Regions from separate parts of the Bombyx mori genome. Here region 1 is linked to region 2. The links are chromatin contacts, called in public Hi-C maps. All regions are on one chromosome and are shown on one strand. The core of a region is the stretch at or near the end of the contact, and the rest is flanking DNA. Distances in the headings are between cores, read along the strand shown.

Evidence for each region. A called contact is a pair of places that touch in the nucleus more often than the background predicts.
Region 1: a Hi-C map of midgut shows a contact between it and region 2, with 2.8 times the contacts expected there. The contact joins two enhancer-like sites. A contact is called at or near these places in 5 of 7 Hi-C or Micro-C datasets (middle silk gland, midgut, posterior silk gland and 2 more).

Annotation. Positions count from the first base shown.
Region 1 is chr24:7,077,397-7,084,654 of ASM3026992v2, reverse strand. It overlaps LOC101740714 (serine/threonine-protein kinase MARK2), which reads right to left. Exons shown (of 23, transcript XM_062675698.1): 7 at 6,385-6,520; 8 at 5,038-5,173; 9 at 3,558-3,742; 10 at 473-585. Among protein-coding and RNA genes, the nearest start is that of LOC101746552, 79 kb to the left of the region's middle. Within about 2 kb of position 5,079, at least 5 of the 8 cell types and tissues checked have open chromatin away from gene starts, as enhancers often do.
Region 2 is chr24:6,987,640-6,993,982 of ASM3026992v2, reverse strand. All of the region lies in intron 1 of LOC101740714 (serine/threonine-protein kinase MARK2), which reads right to left. Among protein-coding and RNA genes, the nearest start is that of LOC134201253, 5.8 kb to the left of the region's middle. Within about 2 kb of position 2,777, at least 8 of the 8 cell types and tissues checked have open chromatin away from gene starts, as enhancers often do.

The DNA of each region.
Region 1 (7,258 bases), core at 3,830-6,329, 88 kb before region 2:
GCTATTAAGAGCCGGACAGGTAGGTGAGCTCACGGGCTCAACCTAAAAGAATTTTCTAACACTAGCCCTAGCGAGGGCAGTGCTTCCCTGAATCTACTACCGGATCGGAATCGCGACCTGTTGAGAAGACTTTTTTTTTCCTACCTAAGCTGATGGTCTGGTATTTCAGCGTAACCTTAACTATTAGGTGAGCTTACGGGGCTCAAACCTGACAACGTTGCTAACACTAACCCTAGCAAGAGCCGTGCTTCAGAGAATCTACCACCGGATCGGAAACGCGACCCACTGAGAAGATCCGGCGAGAAACTCAGTGGGCTGTGTCTGTGGGTTAACTCATTCGTCGAGCCCTTCGTTGTAAGCGACGGGTTCGGCGAGAACGATGACCGATTGAGAAGATCCGGCGAGAAATTTAGTGAATTAATCGCAGCGTTGATCTGTTGACATAAATACAAAAGTCAAAACCCATACTCACATCGGTACTTTTCCTTCCGAGCAGTAAGTATGTGGCGAATACGTCATCGTATTTCGCTTCAGCCAGGGAGTATTCAATCTCTTGTCTGTTGTAGCCCAGGCAGACTAACGCCTCTGTGAAATAAAAAAAAATAAAAACATTATCGCATCGATCGAAACAAACAAAACTAGTAGGATCCTCAGACAAATTAAATAAAATAAAAAAAGACAATATGCCCGCTGAGTTTTTTGCCAGTTCATCTCAGGACGGAGGCTTGTTTTATAAATTTGCGGTAGTTCTTTTTGACGCTCAACAAGTATATACTTTCATTTATGTTGAATCAAAAAATTTTGATTTGATTTTGTTTTGATTTGATTTGAAACCGGAAATAATAAATATATTATTATATATTTTTATATTTCGAACTTTACCAAACATGACAACTCCATTGCGTGTGACGTCATTTGGGGTCATCAACACAAGCTAATATAAACAGCGTTTAGCCACATATGACGTCATCGTGATTGGAGCTCAGCTCGACGTGAAGAATATTATAAGTGTTAATAAAAACCATTATTTACCTTCACATCATTAATATAAGAGTATTCGAAATATCATTTTCCTATTCTCAATTACACACATACATTTTATTTATTTTTTATTCTATAATACCTACGCTGGTAAGCTAGGAGGTTATGCCAAGGTTATACCAACGTGACCGGACGAGCCATACATACTAGATCTATATATTAGAATAACTATAACATGCAACTTGTTCAAAAACTGTAAGATATAAATAAAGCAAACATATCCTTCTGTGATGGTCTCAAAAAGAATGGTTACCTTAATTAAACTAGGGATCCTAAGAGACATCTACCATTCAAGTGTGGCAACCATTCATATAGTATATTGTAAATACAAAATGTTACAGCGAAACACTTCAAAGACAAAATTTATTATAATAAACTAATTAAACATGCAGAGGGGACGCAAGAGACAAACACTCACATGCTACTAAATTATTTTTAAAACAAATAAGCATATTACAAAATTATTATATCAAAAGTGCTTTTAACTAAACACATCACGAAAATAATAATAATAATAAAAAGTCACTAATAACGATTATAATTCTGTCTCATTTTATATACATACATATTTATTGTCTCAAGAGTTTGATTACTATTATTGAATATATACATATTATATGTATTTTTACGATAGACAATTTAATTTATAAAAGAGACAATGTATAGCTAAAATGCAAACTTTTTCAAAATTTAACGTTTTCTAGGTAAATATAGCTTTAATTTTATTAAATCGCCGGATAAACGAACTGACCGGTGGGTCGCCCGATGTTAAGTGTTCGCCGGGGCCTATAATGTGAATGATTGCCCCCCCACTTTAAGATATAAGGTCTTGGAACATGATCCTTATCAACTTCAAAACGTTAATCAAGTCGTATCGATATCAATTATCGATGACAATACTTGTTTATTTTTAAATTTAGAACCGATATGCTGGATTGCTATTTAAAAAAAAATATAATGCCAATTGTAACTGATTTTTAGTTCGTTTTTTTACAATTTCACGACTATTTTTTAATAGATTCCTCAATTGTCTTTTTATATCTATGTGCATAGACAATTATGCGTTGTCAACGATATAAAGCAATCAGTTACATATTGCCCTCCTCAAACGATAAAAAACAAACGAACCTGCCGACATATGTTATTATGTATCGAGGGATGAAACGCGATTTGATATAAGCGACATTTTTACTACTTTACAACAGAGCCATTTGAAGTTTGAAAATTTGGAAAAAAATATCATTACAAAAAAAACTTCTTTAGCTATTTGAATGGAGTAAACTTAATTGAAGTTCAATTAAAAACATCGAACTGTTGATGCTAATCTATATATATATATATAAAAATGAAATGCTGTTCGTTAGTCTCGCTAAAACTCGAGAACGGCTGGACCGATTTGGCTAATTTTGGTCTTGAATTACTTGTTTGAAGTTCAGAGAATGTTTAAAAGGTAGATAAATATGAAAATGCTTGAAATTAAATGAAAATGACAATTTTGTTTTTCCTTTGATTACTTAGTCCCCCGTCGGACGGATTCATTTTGTTTGTTTTAAGTTTATTTTATACAAAAGTTTTAGGTCTTTTATTTATCGATTGAGGCACTTTAAAGTCTGCCGGGTCAGCTAGTACCAAATAAAACGGACCTTTAATTACAAATACAAATGTTGCTTAAACCAAAGCATTTCAGCCCTCGATATCATAATTTTCATTCGTCATTCTTAGACTATAAACAAGACAGAATTTCTAAGGGACATCTTCGCTAACACACTAATCAACAACAATAAATAATATCGATAGTTCCCCGTCATCGATAAATACGTCACGTACCAACTTGCGCTGACCCGATTAACGATGTACGCATGAAACACAAGACGGTCATGTTAGCTGGTGAGCACATCGCTCGAAAGGCGAAAGGTCACAAGTAGAAACAGAACGTAAGCGAAACTGTGCTCTGGTGCACTAATGTTAAGAGCTTTAATCGACTAATGCAGCGTTTACAGTCAGTCCTTTATCGTCTCAAATGTTTTATTTAACCTTTAATCAAATAATCGGGAAGTATTTTCCCTTATCAAAAAATCTTTCTTTTTTCTTATACAGCAACATTAACCAATATACCAGTATTAAAAAATTAAATCTTGGATGTATACAATTTTTTTGTTTGGCAACATTTTAGTGACATTTAGTACGAGTCGCCGTGAAAATCAAAGTCAAAGTCAGAAATTACCGGTTATTTAGAAAGCGGTCGGAGTGTAACTTTTTAACGGTATTTTTTTGGAAATTGTTAAAAAAAAATCTGGTAAGTACATTAACTTATTGCCAACCTAAACTAGACTCATTTTAATAGAACAGAACTCAATTCAGTGGAATTTTATATGCCAAACGAAAATCGACTTTATTTAATTCGCAATAAGGGTTATTTTAGATCGAATTGCGATATACAAATTCTCAATTATTAAAACTCGCGGACAATGCAGATAGGGGGATGGATGGGAGGGCAGGGGTGCGACACAACGTACCTATCCGCTTGTGGTCCTTGAAGTCCTGCTGCGGCTCGACGTAGGGCCTGAGTTCGTCCTCCTCGTATCCGGTGTTCATCCATTTGTCTCGCATTATGCTCTCTAGGGACGCACGCTTCGCAGGATTCAGGACGAGGAATTTCTTTAAAAGATTCTCGCAGTCCGTTGACATGTAGAACGGTATTCTGGAGTTTTATAAAAAAAAAACCAAAAAAGAATTGTATTAGAAAACGATACTGTACAGTGTATAAGTTACGGTAAAAGTAGATTTTGCGGCAAATGTTTTACTGGTGGTAGGACCTCTTGTGAGTCCGCGCGGGTAGGTACCACCACCCTGCCTATTTCTGCCGTGAAGCAGTAATGCGTTTCCGTTTGAATGGTGGGGCAGCCGTTGTAACTATAATTGAGACCTTAGAACTTATATCTCAAGGTGGGTGGCGCATTTACGTTGTTGATATCTATGGGCTCCAGTAACCACATAACACCAGGTGGGCTGTGAGCTCGTCCACTCATCTAAGCAATAAAAATAAATAAAAAATGTACACATTTTCCGGTAAATGTGCACATTTGCCTCCTCGTTTGGGTAATGTGCATTCAACTAACAAAGAAGGCAAATGTACATTGAATTCACAATGACCATGTCGTTTTGGTAAATGTGAGCATGACATACAAAATGCGAAATCGCAAGTGCTAGTAATGTGGTGCGCATGCGCATTCTTTGTTAGTTGAATGCACATTTCCCAAACGAGGAGGCAAATGTGCATGCACGTTTACCGGAAAATGTCAAATGTCAATCAACCGGAAAAGGTCAAACCCGCAAAATTATAATTTGCGTAATTACTGGTGGTAGGACCTCTTGTGAGTCCGCGCGGGTGGGCACCACAGCCCCGCCTGTTTCTGCCGTGAAGCAGTAATGCGTTTCAGTTTGAAGGGTGGGGCAGCCGTTGTAACTATACTGAGACCTTAGAACTTATATCTCAAGGTGGGGAGCGCATTTACGTCGTAGATGTCTATGGGCTCCAGAAACCACTTAACACCAGGTGGGCTGTGAGCTCGTCCAGTAATCTAAGCAATAAAAAAAAATGTGTACATTTGCCGGTAAAAGTGTACATTTCCCAAGAGTGTACATTTACCGTAACATATACATTGCTAGTATCAATTCTCAAAGAATACCAAATTACGTGTCATGTGATTTTAATTCTATTAATTAAAATCGTCAAAAATATGACACATAATTATTATTTTTTTGCTTAATAGACACGTACGAAGAAGGCAAGACATTGATAAGGCATAGTAAATAACATTTTGTAAAAATTCATTATCTAACCGCGTTCTGTTTAATTAACGCGAAGCAATAATTCATTCGATAAAAACACACCTACAAATTTATTTTATAATAACGCCATCTAGCGACATCGTCATAAACTATTTAGTTCCAGACGGCGACACAGAGATGTCGCTAGTGTGTGTGTGCACGTACCTGTATTTCCCTCGCAGCACCCTCTCGCGTAGCTCCCGGAGCGTGGAGCCGTCGAAGGGCAGCGAGCCGGAGACCAGCGTGTAGAGGATCACGCCCAGAGACCACACGTCGACCTCGGGACCGTCGTATTTCTTGCCTGTCATTTTTATAGTACAGCGAATAAGTACACTTTACACCGAATACCTATGAAAAGCAGTTAAAAGAGGGACTCGAATGTAAATGTAAGTCGTCGTGGCCTAAAGGATAAGACGTCCGATGCATTCGTGTTGAAGCGATGCACCGGTGTTCGAATCCCGCAGGCGGGTACAAAATGTTCTAATGAAATACCTACTTAACAATTGACTTCGACTTGGCTAATTTTTTTTTATTGCTTAGATGGGTGGACGAGCTCACAGTCCACCTGGTGTTAATTGGTTACTGGAGCCCATAGACGTCTACAACGTAAATGCCGCCACCCACCTTGAGATATAAGTTCTAAGGTCTCAAATATAGTTACAACGGCCCTTCAAACCGAAACGCATTACTGCTTCACGGCAGAAATAGGCGGGGTGGTGGTACCTAGCCATGCAGACTTACAAGAGGTCCTACCACCAGTGAAAAAAGGCCAGTTCACGATCTGTTATGATACGTCCAGCCCTGCCTAGTTGTGATCGTTACGAAAATAGAATCACAACCTTAGAAACGACTAGCTGTACCCGTCCGCTTCGCTGGCCATTCAAAATTAACATTATTATTTCTCACCCCCACAAAGATTCTCATCATTAACGCCCCCGCAACCGGTGTAGGGTGTCCAACGCTCATATAAATAATAGTCTATCCATTAAGTACATGTATTTTCTACATGGATACCAAGTTTCAAGTCAACCGGATGCACGGTTCAGTAGTTATAACGGAGCATCCGTAAAAACCACTGTAGATTTATGTATACTAATATTATAAAGAGGAAAGATTTGTTTCTTTGTATTGAATAAGCTCCGAAACTATAGAACCGATTTGAAAAATTATTTCACTGTTTGGAAGTTACACTATTCCCGAGTGACATAGACTATATAATTTTTTTTTTTTTTTAAATTGAGATCCTTACTAAAACTCCAATAATGTAATCCAAGGTGTAAAAAAATTACCTAAAATATTCTTCGTAATATCATAAATAATCGCGTGCACTGCGAAAACTATTTATGATAGAATAAAATAATGTCGCGACAGCATATGTCTAACAATTATAGTTATGCCGCAATAAGTGTTCTTTTATTTTAAAAAATAAAACAATGTCAAATACCGTTGAAATTTTTGTTAAAGACCCGAGCGGAGCCGGAGCGGGCCGCTTGTATATTAATATAGACAAACCTTGGAACAGTTCAGGGGCTGCATAGGGCGGACTGCCACAGAAGGTGTCCAGCTTCGCTCCCGGCGTGAACTCGTTAGAGAAACCGAAATCGGCAATCTTAATGTTCATCTCGCCGTCTAATAAAAGATTCTCGGCCTGAAATAACAATACACGAATGTGAATCGAGAGCTTTGTCTGTTTGATTGTCCTATCTTATTCCAATGCAAAAGATTGACGTGATTTTTCACAGATTTCTATAGTCTTACCCAACAATGTCATCCAGCTATCTAACGATCACCATTTCACCCTTGAAACTCACGTGTAATCACAAGACCCTTCAACCACCATCAATATGATTTTTACCAGATTATGTGCCCAGGTCGAGTGACCACTAATACAACAGCGTGAACTTTACCGAATATCTTAACGTTTAACAGATCATAATGGAGGAAATAACTCGCAACCTATTTAGCCCACAAACGTCCACGGATGGACATGGGGTTCAGCAAGACTCGCCACAATCAAGGGACCTGCGCTGCCTCTTTCCAGTGGATTCCCGCGACCTTCAAGAGCTCGTCGGTCGACCTTGTGTGGGAGGCCTACCCACGCTACGTCTTCAGATATTCACTCAAAAACTCAAAACCTAATGAGACAACGTTACACAATAAAACCGTGACTTGAGGTCGACCTCAACTCTCGAGGTATACACATCGTTGTGTCTACACTGTGACATCTTCAGCACATTTAGAACAATAAATAAAAAAGACGCGTGCAATTCACGTACGTAAGAAGTGAATCGTTTCGAATCGTTCCATCTCATTCCCTCCAACGGCTTTATATAAGTTCATCTTACTTTAGTGTCGCTTTTACGTTTCATTAAATATCAAAATGACA
Region 2 (6,343 bases), core at 1,528-4,027:
GGTCCGTGCATACCCCTTTTTTCTTGTCCAGTCGCATCAAAATGTTTGGCGCGTATCATATATTTTTTTTTGTATTGCATAGATGGGTGGACGAGCTTACAATCCACTTGTTGTAAAGTGGTTACCGAAGCCCATAGACATCTACAACGTAAATGCCGCCAACCACCTTGACATATGAGTTCTGTGGTCTCAGAATAGTTACAACGGCTGCCCCACCCTTCAAACCGAAACGCATTACTGCTTCACGGCGGAAATAAGCGGGGCGGTGGTACCTACCCGTGCGGACTCACAAGAGGTCCTACCACCAGTAAGTTGTACAAGTAGACCGCTACATTCACGTTATGATCTTTATGGGCTCCTCCAAGTCAACATCAAATATGCTGAGGAGAGACTGTCTGCGCAACTTGAGCAAAAAAAAAGAACAAATTCACACAGAAACCGTCCAGAATTACAGTTAGACGAGCTAGCCGCGTGACTCATCGGATCTCGACAGTGCGCACAATGAATCGGTCGAGAGCTTTATCTAGTCCAATGTAATATTGTAACGTTGCTTTCAAATTTACACTCTTATTGCTTTATTCATATTACCGGTTATTGAAACATACGACGCATCACTCTTTTTTTCCCCTACCTATGCTGATAGCCTTGAGAGACTATGTCAGCTTCGCCCTAACGTGTAAGTGAGCTCACAGGGCTCAAACCGGAGTGTTGCTAAACTAGCCCTAGCAAGAGCAGTGCTTCGCAGAATCTACCACCGAATCTGAAACGCGACCCACTGAGAAGATCCGGCGAGAAACTCAGTGGGCCGAATCACTCAGTTCAGCATGATTGTGAACAAAATAATTAAACCACGTAAATATTTCCGAATGCTTGGAACCATAAGTCCATAAACACTTATTTTCGATAGGTTTTTTTTCTTATAGTTTCCTACAGGGAGTGTTGCCCGGGGAATTTTTTTTAGAATTCCATCAATTCAAATTCAAATTCAAAATCATTTATTTCAACTTGGATGTCATCAAAAACACACTTGTTGAATGTCAAAATGTAAAAGAAAATGTTAACTCTACCACCGGTTCCAAAAAAAGCCACAGTCCTGAGAAGAACCGGCGAAACAAACTCAGCGGGCTTTTTTTTTTTTTTTTTAATTTTCTCAACTATTTTCTTTTTTTAAACAAGAAAACATATTTACAGTATACAAAAAAACAAGTCAAAAAAATACAATTCAAATAAATAATAATAATAATGAAAAATGAAAAGGCCAGGAGCGAACGCCTCATTCCCACGTAGTGCCATCTAGTAAAAAATCCTTAACTTTATAATATGCCTTGTTGCACAAACGTTCCTTGACAGTTTTCTTAAATCTATGAACAGGTAGTAATTGAACGTTTTGTGGGATCTTGTTGAAAAGTTGTACACCCAGCCCCCTGAAAGAGTTGCTTATTTTCTTAATTCGAGCCGCCGGCAACGTAAGCCTATGTTTGTTCCTAGTGTTCACATTATGCAAATCGCAGACTCTGGGGAATTCTATAATGTTTTTACGCACGTACAATAAATTTTCAAAAATGTATTGGGACGCTAAAGTTAGAATTTTGATTTCCTTAAACTTGTCCCTCAAGGATTCCCTCGGGTGCATATTATAAATAGCATGAATAGCCCTCTTCTGCAGGATGAAAATCGTTTCGACATCGGCAGCATTGCCCCATAGCAAAATGCCATAGGACATAACACTATGAAAATAACTGAAATAAACTAGACGTGCCGTATTTTCATCAGTATACGTTCGTATTTTTTTTACCGCAAACGCTGCAGAACTAAGTCTATTCGCTAGCTTGCATATGTGAGGACCCCACTGCAGCCTGGAATCAACTGTTATACCAAGAAAAACTGTCGAATCAACAAGCTCCAGTGTCTCTCCACTTACAATGATATTAGTGTCTACTTGTCTAACATTAGGTGTGGTAAATTTTATACATTTTGTTTTTTTGTTATTTAATAACAGATTATTAACACTAAACCAATGTACCACGCGCGAGATAGCATCATTCACATCGTCATAATCTTCCAATTGTCGTTTAATTTTAAACAATAAGGATGTATCATCAGCGAATAATACGACCTCGTGACGGGTTTCAATAAACTTTGGTAAATCATTGATATACACAAGAAATAAGAAGGGACCCAATATGGAACCCTGAGGAACACCCATATTAAGTAAGACACCGGAAGATCTCTTTCCTTTAACGTCTACCTTTTGGATTCTTCCGGAATGAAGCCGAGTTCATCCCTAACACCGAAAACGATTGGAAACTTCGACAATGCCCTTTTAAATGCCATTATGACGTACTCTTTGACTAGGATCCTGTGTCCTTTCGCTGTGCTACGACACATGATTCTTTCCTTCTTAAAAAAAAAGCTATTGTCGACTGTTCTTACGTGAAGAAATATAAGCAGAAGTCTTCAGAAGAGCTCAACGGTTGGCAGCCCAGTTCGGGACCACTGAATGCTATCATTTAACATTCAGACCTTCGGTATACCGGTGACAGATCTTCACTTTGTCGTTACCAATCTATTACTTTATGGAAGGAAGGATTACTGATGGCCCCAAACCCTTTCCAGTTTTACCAAGACCGGTGGGCGAACGCGGTCTTAACCAGGAGACCTGTAGTTATTATATAACCGTGTTGCACGTTTGTACCACACGCTTCAATCTGTGCAACGCAGACGTCGAAATGCAATAGTTGCGACGGCGCAATGCGTGAGTCACACGGTCGCCAGAGGTACGGCGACCGACCGTGTAATTTATTCAAACATTTACATTACATTACACACACACAAACACAGTGCGCTGGTGTAACTGGTGTAACTATCCAACGGTCGGTCTTTCGACGTTCTGTAGGTGTGCTTAGTGCTAGTTTTTTAACGTTCTCGATAGCGTAAACGTTAACTCTGTATGCAATTGGAACAGCACCCCAAGCAGCAAACGTAGGCCGTTCCGACTCCATATTAACCGCGAATTGGCAAACGTAGTGCAGGAAAGCCTCAGTTTTGATGGAGTGGCGATCTATGCAGGGTGGCTGTCTAGAGCTGGATGAGAGAAGCCGATGATCGTGCTCGGTGGAGTGCAATTGTAGAGGCCTCTGTCCAGCACTCGACTGCTATAGGGTGATGATACATGTAGAATAGGCACAGGTAGATAATCGCAGGGTATAAAATAAAACTTCCACTGTTCCAAGATCTTCTGTTATAAAAATTAATTAACACTTTTATTAGGCCTTGCTGATTTTTTGACAGTCTTCGCCATCTTTCTTTTTCTCTGTCATTCTCTTTTCCCTTTCTTTCCGTTTTCTCTCACTCATATCTTAACGCTCCGTTCCTCAATCTTTTCATACGTTCCGTTCTTACCAATCCTACATACATTATACGTAATCGCCTATACTGAAATCGCTTTTTTTCTAGATATTTTATTTCGAGCGAAATGTTTACTCAGTCTGGACCACGAAAACCAAAATATTTGAAACGTAGCAAATAAAAAAATGACGTAAAAATTAAGCCATAAGAGTATTATTAATTATTTACTCAATTACGAATATATTTTTCATCACAACGAAGCCTTATTGCTCGAAAATTTTAAAATTATTGAAATATTTCTAGACGTCATAACCACTTCCATAATTTTTGTACCACAAAAATTTACGAATAATCAACAGATACGGAAGTAAATAAGTGGAAACTTTAAAAAAAAACATCAAATCAACAATGCTCATAAAAAGAAAAAAGAAAAATTACAATAAAAAACAAATTAATCTTTTTCAAAGCTCTGCTATATTTAAAATCAATAGTCGTGTCATCTGAGTGTCAACCAATTTTACACCGTATTCCGTAAACTTAAGACATGTCGTTTAATAGTAACAATGGACTACCTACCTACTTGCAAAGTTCACAGACCCACCTATATACAAACGTGGGTTTCAAAATGAAGTTGCAAAAACTATTAACCCCCACTACCACAATATGAAAAGAGAGCGAGAACACATTCTAAGCCCAAATAAGGCTTTTGCACACGACAATGTCTATTTATGTCTGTATTTGTCAACCTGAGCAATCTGGTGACGTGAATTTAAGTTACTGGTCCCGCCATCTAGCGGACAATTCCTTAATTAATACGAATCAGGTTTCAATGTTACAATACAAGACAGCAGAACTAAAAGCCTTGATCAGTAATAATAACTAGCAACACAAATTTATTTATCGTAGTGGAACTATTTATTTAGATTTATTCAATTGTTTAGATAAAACTGGAAGTCATAAAAAAAAACAAGAAAATAATAGTGAAATTTTTGTGTAGTAATTTTAGATTCATTTAGTTTCAACAAATATTTACATATTAAACATAATAACTTATGTACATTTAGTACCTAGCTATTCAATTATGCTACAGTACGAAAATGAGATTTCGCATCAGAAGAGCCGCCATCTATGATTTAATAGACAAATGAACATCATTGCCTTGCTAATTTTTGCTATAGAAATAACAAAGGTATATTCATATGCAATTCAAGGCTATGCACATCTTTATTTATTGTAATAATTAATTCTTTACAAATTTATAAAATAAAAATATAACACGTTCTGTACCGTACAATCTACAACTATTCACCGCTAGATGGCGTTTTACAATACGCATTATGTGAATTTTATGAATGCCGGTTACATTAGCTTTTCATCATTTTATTAAGGTCGTTTTATTTACCGCCTAAAAAAAAAAAGAAAACAAGTTTCAGAAAGTGCCTTTTTTCTTAATTATAAAAATATGGAATCTCTTGCATTCAATTACAATTATTTTTAATGTTGATTTTGGCACACTAGTCTCCGTTATTTCTCGGCAAAGTCAATATCTCTCCGAGAGTATATTTTCCAAGAATTTCACTGACTCAACGTATTTTCATATGGATTCATATGAGGTCTCCGATATCATATTTTAAACCAAACACCTCAAAATTACATACTGTACCGGCATACCAGCGTCCTTTTGTGTTTTAAAGAAGCAGTAATCCGTATGAAGGATAGGCAAACCCTTTTTTGACGTAAATTGATAGTCCAGTTCACTTCTCATCTAATCTCAATTGGTTAACGACATCCGTAGACACTATAACGTAAATGTGCAAATCCTTCATATCAAAAAGAGATACGACGTCAAAAATCTTAATAGCACAATACAAGTGAAACCCCTTCCTCAAATTACCTCCTATTTGCTGGTGCTAGGACCTCATGTGAGTCAACACGGGTAGGTACCACTACCCTGCCTATTTCTGCCTGAATCAGTAATGCATTTCGGTTTGAAAGGTGGTTGGCGCATTTACGTTGTAGATGTCTATGGGCTCCAGTATCACTTAACACCAGGTGGACTGTGAGCTATATTTATTTCATGACGTTTTTGAGCATCGTGGAATTCGTTCCTAATCACATATGTTCGATACGTACTTGTAGTATAAGTACATAAGGCGTCAACATAAGCAACTACATAAATGCCATTAGAAGTATTATTATATCAAAACCATGCGATCTTCTTTTTTTTTTTTTTTTCCTACCTAAGCTGATAGCCCTAGCGGCTATTTCAGCGTAACCCTAACTTTAGTAGGTGAGCTCACGGGGCTCAAACCTGACGATGTTGCTAACACGAACCCTAGCAAGAGTCGTGCTTCGCAGAATCTACCACCGGATCGGAAACGCGACCCACTGAGAAGATCCGGCGAGAAACTCAGTGGGCTGTGTCTGAGAGTTAATTTACTCGTCGAGCCCTTCGTCGCAAGCGACGGGTTCGACGAGAACGGTGACCGGTGCTTGAAGTACCTAAAAGCACCGTTAGTGGATCGGGAGGATCCGAGATGACGTGTTTTGGGCGACGTCGACTGCTTTCCATTCTGTCCGCAGGATCGGGAATGGCGATCTTCGCTTCGTGACCAAGCAAGTTTTATTTTTATTGCCCTTGTAGGTAGACGAGCATACGGCCCACCTGCGGTGAGTGGTTACTGTCGCCCATGGACTTGAGCAATGCCAGGGGCAGAGCCGAGCCGCTGCCTACCGTTTAATACTCTCCACAAGCCTCATTTGAAGAAGAATATGTCATAGCGCTCGGGAAACACCGTGGAGGGAAGGTCATTCCAAAGCCGGATGGCAAAACTATACTCCGGTGGCGGGCGGTGCGATGTTAAAAACGAGATGATGGTATCAATTTAAACAATTCCCATGGGACACACGGTACAAAATACCATCAGCACATAAACTGCTCATCAAATATTCTAACCTTCATCACACGATTCTACATTCAGCTGGATCGTACTAA